2 separate regions of the Oryzias latipes genome follow, and region 1 is linked to region 2. The links are chromatin contacts, called in public Hi-C maps. All regions are on one chromosome and are shown on one strand. Each heading gives the region's core, a stretch centred on a gene start, on an enhancer-like site or on the middle of the called end of the contact. The rest is flanking DNA. Distances are from core to core; before and after follow the strand shown. Region 1 holds the start of LOC101169596 (cytochrome c oxidase assembly factor 6 homolog). Region 2 holds the start of LOC101174064 (HMG box-containing protein 1).

Region 1 (3,767 bases), core at 65-2,564, 130 kb after region 2:
GAAAGATAAACTTTATACTTTGATCTAACTTAATTATTTGCTTCAGTTAAGAAATAATTTTTTGGAGTTCAATCAACTTAAAAATGACACGTAGTTACCAGACATTTATTTTACTTTCATTCAAATTAATTCAATTAAGTAGGTGTAACTTTGGTGCTGCTGTTAGATCGGCACCGCAAGGAATTGTGGGATACCATTCCCTTTTACTGTCTGGACGGATTTTGGTACAAGTGTAGGTTTTTTGTCTAAATATGTTTAGTTGTAGCTGTTTTACTGTGTTTTGCCAAGTTATTTTACCCTGTTATATTTAATTCTTTCTCCTCCATGAGGAAGGGAGAGGATGATGAGTTTATTTACCACCATTAGTGCAACAGTATGGAAGAACTGAAGTTACAGTCAGTCATGATAAATAATTATGAAGCAAGGTGTGTAAACAATTATTGAGTTGGATAGACATGAGAAATTGGGTTGAATACATTTAACTCAACTACTTGTTACCAATTGAATCAATTCATTTAAGTTTTATTTGTATTCACATAAATCACAATGTAATTGGTAATAAGATCAGAAACTTGTGCGTTTACTTTTTCTCCAAGCAGAAACTCTTTCTTTTGCTGATGCAGCCGTGTTACTTTTTTGATGGACGTTTGATCTTCATTCGCTGCCATTAAAATCTCAGACTCCGCCTCACTGAAGTATAACGCTCTCTTTGTTTCTCCACGCGTTTCCATGGTGACTCTGGATATCGGTGATCCATTTTGAATGCCTTTATACTGGCCGTGCACGCGCATTAACCCAGGGTTACCAAGTGGAGCGTAATATCCGGTCTTTTGGAACCCACATACCCAGAGTAAGCAAGTTCAGGCAGATTTCAGCCAGAGTTCAGGGTTAAAGTCAGGGTAGTTTAAACATGCTTCCTGGAATACCCCCCTGGAATACCCCCCTGATCATGGAAATCTGTTATTGACACTTGCAAACAAACAGATGGTACTTTTTAATGAATGTTTTAACTGTTTATTGGTTAAAATAAGGTAATGTCTAATAAGTTCTTGCTTTCATTATGACACTAAATGAACACAAGCTTCCACCGTAATGTCATTTTATTTTGGCAGACTATCATAGTCTATCCACATTAAGTAATTTATTGTCATATATGATAGTAAAAATATGTTTTGTTGTTTTTATTTGTTTGTTTGTTTACCGTATTTTATTCACACATATTTTTTTTTCATCCCCAAAATCCATTTCGTGGCTCGTCGTGCCTCCGTGTGTTTTTCTTGTGCAATGTCGCCCCCTCCTGGTGTGTTTTAGTCACTGCCTTTCTGCGTCATCAAAAGGCGACGCGGAAGTGATTCCGCTGCGCTGCTGTCGTCCTTCACTTTCCTAAGAGAAACGTTACAAAAGGGATTTTATTTTTGTTAGTTTTTCACACAGAAATCCCTTTAGAGTTTTGTTTTTATGGCTCGTCGGTGACAAAAACCAAACAATCGCTGCTTTTTGATCATTTCCGGCGGTGAGTAATGGCATTTATAAATGACAGCTGCGCAGAAATGCGAGTGTTTACACCTGTGGGCATTTGTAGCGTTTAAATAGCAAGAAATAAGAGTTTAGTTTTGGAAATTTGAGATTAAAACACAGGTTCCAAATATTGATATTACCTTAATTATCTTAGTATGTTGTTACTGAAAAATCCTTTCTAAAACATCCTTGAGGTAGAGATTAGGAAACGTTAAAATGATTCAATTGCGCTAATTAGGATTGCTGTGAATATAAATAAACGGAATAATTTTTTAAAAATTGATTTAATTGATGCTAATGCGTAATCATTGTTTAACATAAAATAAAGCGTGTAGCTTGAAGAAAACTCAAACCATGATCCTCCCACCCTTATAGTGCTGGTGGTGGTAGTATCATGATCTGGAGACTTAAGTTAATAGCAGCCTAAGTTATTAATAATAAAAAGAATAATCCATTTTATTTAAAAGCGCCTTTCAAGAAACCCGAGGACACTGTACACAAAAATGTTAAAAATAAACACTAAAATTACAGTAAATAAAAATAGACAAAAAATCAATAGTGAATCAAGATGAAAAAGGTAGAAATAAACATAAGTTTTGAGTTTTGATTTGAAAGTTGGTAGAGAGTCTATGTTACGGAGATCAGGAGGGAATTCCAGAGTTTGGAATCCGAGCATCTAAAGCAGGGGTCGGGAACCTATGGCTCGCGAGCCATATATGGCTCTTTTGATGGTCACATGTGGCTCGCAGACAAATCTTTAATTATACTTTTTTTTTTCATTAGACCAGTCCTTGTCTGGCGCGATGCGATGCCAGAGGCGCGCAGTAGTAGCGGTGCTTGGAGAACAAAATCTCTGCCAGCACTATCAGTTTACTATTATCTATTATTTCACAGAGTTTGTACCAGCCGGAAACCTGTGAATAGACGTGCCTAAAACTACGGGGACAGGATGTTAGAGGAAGAAAGCAGATGGGGGGGACGGCCAGTAAGGTGAACCACACAGGGATTGTAAAAACGTAAAACCTGCTGCCCGTCACTCACTGCAGCGTGTGTGTGTGTGTTTGGCTCCAGGTCTGCATGTGATCAGTCTGTCTCACATCTACAGAACATTCAGACCTACGATGACGTTTAAAGTCTCAACGCCTGCATGAAGCAGAAACTCACCACGTATCAACCAGACTAGACCATCAGCAAAACTACCACGAGAAATACTCACCATTTATCAGCAACAGCATAAAAATGTTATTAAAAATAATCCACAGACTTATTGTACTTTAAAAATGTTGAAATTACATCAAATGCACACATTCACTTGTATATTTAGTTTTAAACATATTGTTGCGGTCTGAGTTGGATGGCTGTTGGGCCGCGTTAGAAGTTCTGGAGTTCATTGAACGCATCGATCAAGCAGAGATCTGATTGGCTCTCAGTTCTGTCGCTCAGCCTGTTGTTAGGTAGTTTGGACCAATGGGGTTCAGCTATGGGCCGAATAAGGGAAATGGGAGGGCTGACGCGGCAGTGAGTGAATATAAAGTTGGGAGAAGCGCTCTTGTCTCTGCGGGAGAGATTCAGGAGTTGCTGAATTTACTGTACGGCGTTTGTCGCGGTCTGCAGTAACCAGAATAAAGAACCTTAAAAGAGGTTAAGTCTCCGTGCCTCACTGTGGTAAAGTGATACTACATTAACCTATGGCTCTTTCGAAATTACATTTAAAAATATGTGGCGTTTATGGCTCTCTTGGCCAAAAAGGTTCCCGACCCCTGATCTAAAGGCTCGGGTTTCCATGGTAACAAGTCCTGCCGGAGGAACAAAGAGCTGAACAGAGGAGGAGGAGCGAGGAAAACGAGAGGGGGGGGTTTGGATATGAATGAGGTCGGAAAGATACGGAGGAGCCAGGTTATGGAGGGCCTTAAAGGTGAAGGGGGAGGAGCTTGAATTGGATTCTGGAGGTTCTGGGAAGCTTAAGGAGAACCGGGGTGATATGACTGAAGGGGGGGGGGGGGGGGGGGGGGTTCTGGAGATGATGCGGGCCGCTGAGTTCTGGACCAGTTGGAGCTTATTGAGGGTCTTTTGAGGGAGACCAAAGAGGAGGGAATTACAATAATCTAGACTGGAAGTGACCAGATTGAAATCACACTTGTTAAACCTGACAAAGGCACACCTGTGAAGTGAAAAACATTTCAGGTGACTACCTCTAGAAGCTCATCAAGAGTATGCCAAGAGTGTGCAAAGCAGTAATCAAAGCATGC
Region 2 (4,149 bases), core at 1,583-4,082:
ACAATATAAAAAAACAATAGTGTAGCAGAAATGTAAAGAAATGAGGCGGTATAATTTAAAGACTATTAACAAACAGGTAACCATGTGCAAAAGTCATCTGCTACACTGTGAGTTACTGTAGAGTTGAATTATCGATTGACTCATCTCACTCCTAACCTCCAGATGCTTCAGATTAGCTCCAGCTCTTCAAAATAGAGCCGGAAATCTGCAGCTACACACAATCTGCATTACAATCCAGTTGCTGGTAATTAATTCCACCTGGCTAGCCCTGTACCAGCAAAACACAGAGCGTTAATCCCTGTTCCAGCCTTTCAGAGTAATCAACAGTCATTTACCAAATTACACATGATCCATTTGAATGGAGGCAATCATGAAACACTTCCTGTTTGGTAATCAGACACCTGATGAAAAAGTCGCCTATGGCTGCACCTCATCGCCACACTGAAAACATTGAAGTACTACACCTGAACTTTATGGTTGTAAGTGCATATAGACCATGTACGTGTGGTGTAGAAAGTGTACTAACTGAATATTTCTTCAGATTAAAATGGAACATTTTAAGTTTACAATACATAGATGGTATGTAAATAGTAAACTTCACGTATTCTGCATCACTTTTATTTTGCTAACTAATTCAAAGGGGGTTTGTTGTCATCTGCACAGTAAGGAAACGGGTTTCCTGTACAATGAGATGCTTACTTATCTGCTCTGAGTGCCAAAAGGTTAAAGGTTAAATAAAATAATGATAGGATATATACACAGGATGTCTGAAACACTCACGCTAATATTCTAATGTTCTTCCTGTCAAAATAAAAGCTTTAAAGGTCCAGAAAGACAAAATAAAATGTAACTATCTGTTTGACCACCAGGATGTTTTAATGAAACTGACAGAAAACAGAGATGGGGGGGGGGGGGGGGGTTCCTGACTAACATTACAACATTTATATTGTCACCTACCTGCGCCTCTTTTGATCATTGATAAATATTAACTGCATCAATTCCTTCCTTAACTACATGTTAAAGTGTTTTTTCCTCTTCACTGAATGTCCAAAGGCCCTTAGTTCCGTTTCCCTTCTGCTTCTGCAGAATCAGCAGAGGAAGCGAGCGAAGCAGGAAGCAAACGTGATACATGTTTCTATAAAACCCGCTGTTTCCCACCGACCCGCGGCTTTCCAGTCCCGTTTGGGTTTAAGCGAGGGGGGGCTGCCGTAAAAAGGGGCTAAACTCCGCGCTGACGTCAGCTCACGGCGGCCGTGTAACGGGACCGCGGCTGCCGCAGCAGGAGTGGGAAATGTTGACTTTTTTTCATTCGACTCACCAACTGAGACAGACGGCGACGAAAGCCGGAGGTCCGAGCGAACACTTCCACATTGATGCGACACCAGGACAGACCGAAAGCCGGCTTTAAAACACTGTCTAAACTTTGCCTGCAGACGCCGGGGCCAGGAAATGGATTTCTTCATCCGAAAGTTGTCACCGGAAGAAACGAGGACGGAACTTCCGGGTTCTTTCAAAATAAACTGTTTGTTTTCGAATTCTGTTCTGACTTTATTTTACAGTAAAAACTTTATTACAGGTGTGCTAAACCCTAGTCACGCAACAAGACAGATGTTTTTTTAAACATTATTCTGTCAATAAATAATAATCGGGAAGTAAAAAAAGCAGGAACGAGGACAATGCTTCCGTGTTCCTTTTCAAAACAAAATGCCAGTTTTTAAATTCTATTTTCTCTTTATTTTACAGTAAAAACCACATTCTCCGTGTTTTAAACACTGTCTATGATACGAGACAGATGTTTTAAGACTTTATTTTTTTCATAAGTAATATTAGGGAAGTAAAATAGAGTATTAGACATTCATATTTTTACGTTTATTATTTATGTTGTAATATTATTATATGACAACCATAAAACAAGTAGATGATTTAATGGCTTTGTTTTTAAAAATGACAAGTTTCTTCATTGTTTTTTCCAAAATAAAAGGCGGACGTTATGAAAGTTTTTTGTGTGTTATGAAAGTAATAAAGCCAGAGTTTTGCTGCCTAATTTAAAACAAAATTAAAAATCATGTACATAATTACCGAATGTAGGATTTTGTTTGAATCAGTTTCATAAATTATGTCCAAAAAAAGAGTTAAGAGTCAGACTAGGCTGAATAGATGTTCAGTTGGACTAACAGACGTGCATTAGCCGCCCTCTGGTGGCAACAGTGATTGTGTAAGTGTCACTTAAATACTCCAACAAAATTATATTGTAATTTTTTCCCCAGTTTTTGTAATAGTACATGTCTAAAAAACCTGAAACTGTCGTAAATGTGGTGCTTTTCTTTTGTCAATCATGGTTTGAAAACAAGAGTTATAATCAGTTCAAGCACTTCTTTTTGTCTTTAAGCTGTGTTGTGGTTCTGTGTGAGGAAAAATCAATAATTTACTTTATATAGGGTCTTTTATTTCTGTTTACATACCTATAATAATTTGCTTTATTTGTTTGTTTCTTTTACGTCTTACATTGTGACCAACAGAGGGCAATACAATTATAAGAGTTAAGTAGAAAAGGAAGTAAAAATTTAAACACGGTACTAGAACAGAAACTAAAAGGAAAGTACAAATTAAGTGTATTTACTCACAAATATGTGCGTCAGGGGAGCGACTTTATAGCTTGTCTTTTTCTAAACCTACTTGTTTTTGTTGTGCTTGTTTGTGTTAAAAATTAGCATAAGTTTTAAAATGAATTAAAATGTTTATCTTTGGTGTCGGTATGTTCTGCCCTTAATTGCTCATCCTTTAAATCAACCCACCCTGTGTGTCATTGTTGTGATGCATAAGACAGCTATTTTTCACTTTTTTTTACCGACGGGCCAACAGGAACCAGAGAAGCTTTTGATTGACATCCCTTCTGACCAATAGGAGAGCTCGGAACACGGTGTTTACACCAGCCCCCCTTTTCCGTGGAAGGCGACTGTGTTGGTGAGTTGAGAAAAGTTCATTGAAATTATTTATAGTTTTTACAGCGTCGATACTCTTAATTTCCGTCACGTTTGGTGCCATATTTGTTCAAACTTGACCCAGGAGTGAAGGCGTGGAGGTGTCAACGTTTGATTTGCGTGGGAAAGACAGTTTCGCGGCTCGCGCCCCGCTTTTCTTCTTCTTTGTTGACGTGAGACGTTTTTGTTGTCTCGGCCTTTTTGCGCAATACGATGGACCGTCTCCGTTTCACGCGAATACACGGCATCCCCCCGTGTCGTGCGTGACATTCTCTCGACCGAAAACGTTCAACAGTAGACGCTCGTGCCCGTTTTGGTCGAGGCGACATTTTTTTGTCCTCTTTTTCTTTTTTGTTTCCCTTTCCAATCCCCGCTTTTAACAAAGTTGTACAACATGTTCAAAGTTTAACGATATAAAAATGAGCGTAAAGTTGCTGTTTGGACTCTTTTTTCACGTATGACGGTTTATTTCGGGGGTTTTCAACTTGTTTTCGACACTCTGTTAGATCGTGTCATTATCGCTCTTTTTTAGCATTGAATGAATGGGGCCTTAGTACGCATGCGCAGCTGTCCTGAAAGTTTATAAACAAGACAGGTCACATGACAAGAAAATTATGAGTAAGATAAGATAACAGAAGAATCTTCCTACTTTAGCTGTGTTTTCTAAATGAACTGATGATGATTGATTTGTGTTTTTTTATCCTTGATAAAAATCTAACTTTTACTCAACTCCATTTAAAATCATTTAAATGAGATGCCAACTCTGTGAGTTTTCATACAGGTTGACACTTTTTAAAAGTGTGTTAAACAGATGAATGTTTCAGTTCCAGGACATGATGGTGTGGAAGGTGGTAACTCCAGCCATGCCGTCGAGCGAGCCCAAATACCACGCCATGCAGGAGGTCCAGCTGAGAGACGAGCACAGGGGTAAAAGTGGTCCTTTCAACATGTTCTTACGGCATTTTTTTATCATGCTGGACGACATATAGACACAAAATTAGAGCTCAAAATTGCATCAAATTGTGGTGAATAGGGAGCACATGACCACATCACTGGAGCATGTGGGCTCAGTGAGAGTAACTTTTCAATCTCACAATTGAGCCAGTTTAACGTTTTGTGAGAGACTAACTGGCTTTGATAGGTCAGAGGTCAATATTTCCTAACCAGG

Evidence for each region. Hi-C and Micro-C count contacts between places; a contact is called where the count stands out from the background.
Region 1: a contact with region 2 is called in a Hi-C map of fibroblasts, with 2.7 times the contacts expected there. The contact joins the promoter of LOC101169596 here to the promoter of LOC101174064 in region 2. A contact is called at or near these places in 3 of 5 Hi-C or Micro-C datasets (embryo and fibroblasts).

What each region holds. Positions count from the first base shown.
Region 1 is chr23:3,724,187-3,727,953 of ASM223467v1, forward strand. It overlaps LOC101169596 (cytochrome c oxidase assembly factor 6 homolog), which reads left to right and starts at 1,315. Exons shown (of 4, transcript XM_020700553.2): 1 at 1,315-1,513; 2 at 2,413-2,508.
Region 2 is chr23:3,588,072-3,592,220 of ASM223467v1, forward strand. It overlaps LOC101174064 (HMG box-containing protein 1), which reads left to right and starts at 2,833. Exons shown (of 13, transcript XM_023952152.1): 1 at 2,833-2,964; 2 at 3,806-3,908. The coding sequence starts at 3,815. It overlaps pik3cg (phosphatidylinositol 4,5-bisphosphate 3-kinase catalytic subunit gamma isoform), which reads right to left and starts at 1,498. Exons shown (of 24, transcript XM_011490877.3): 1 at 1,319-1,498.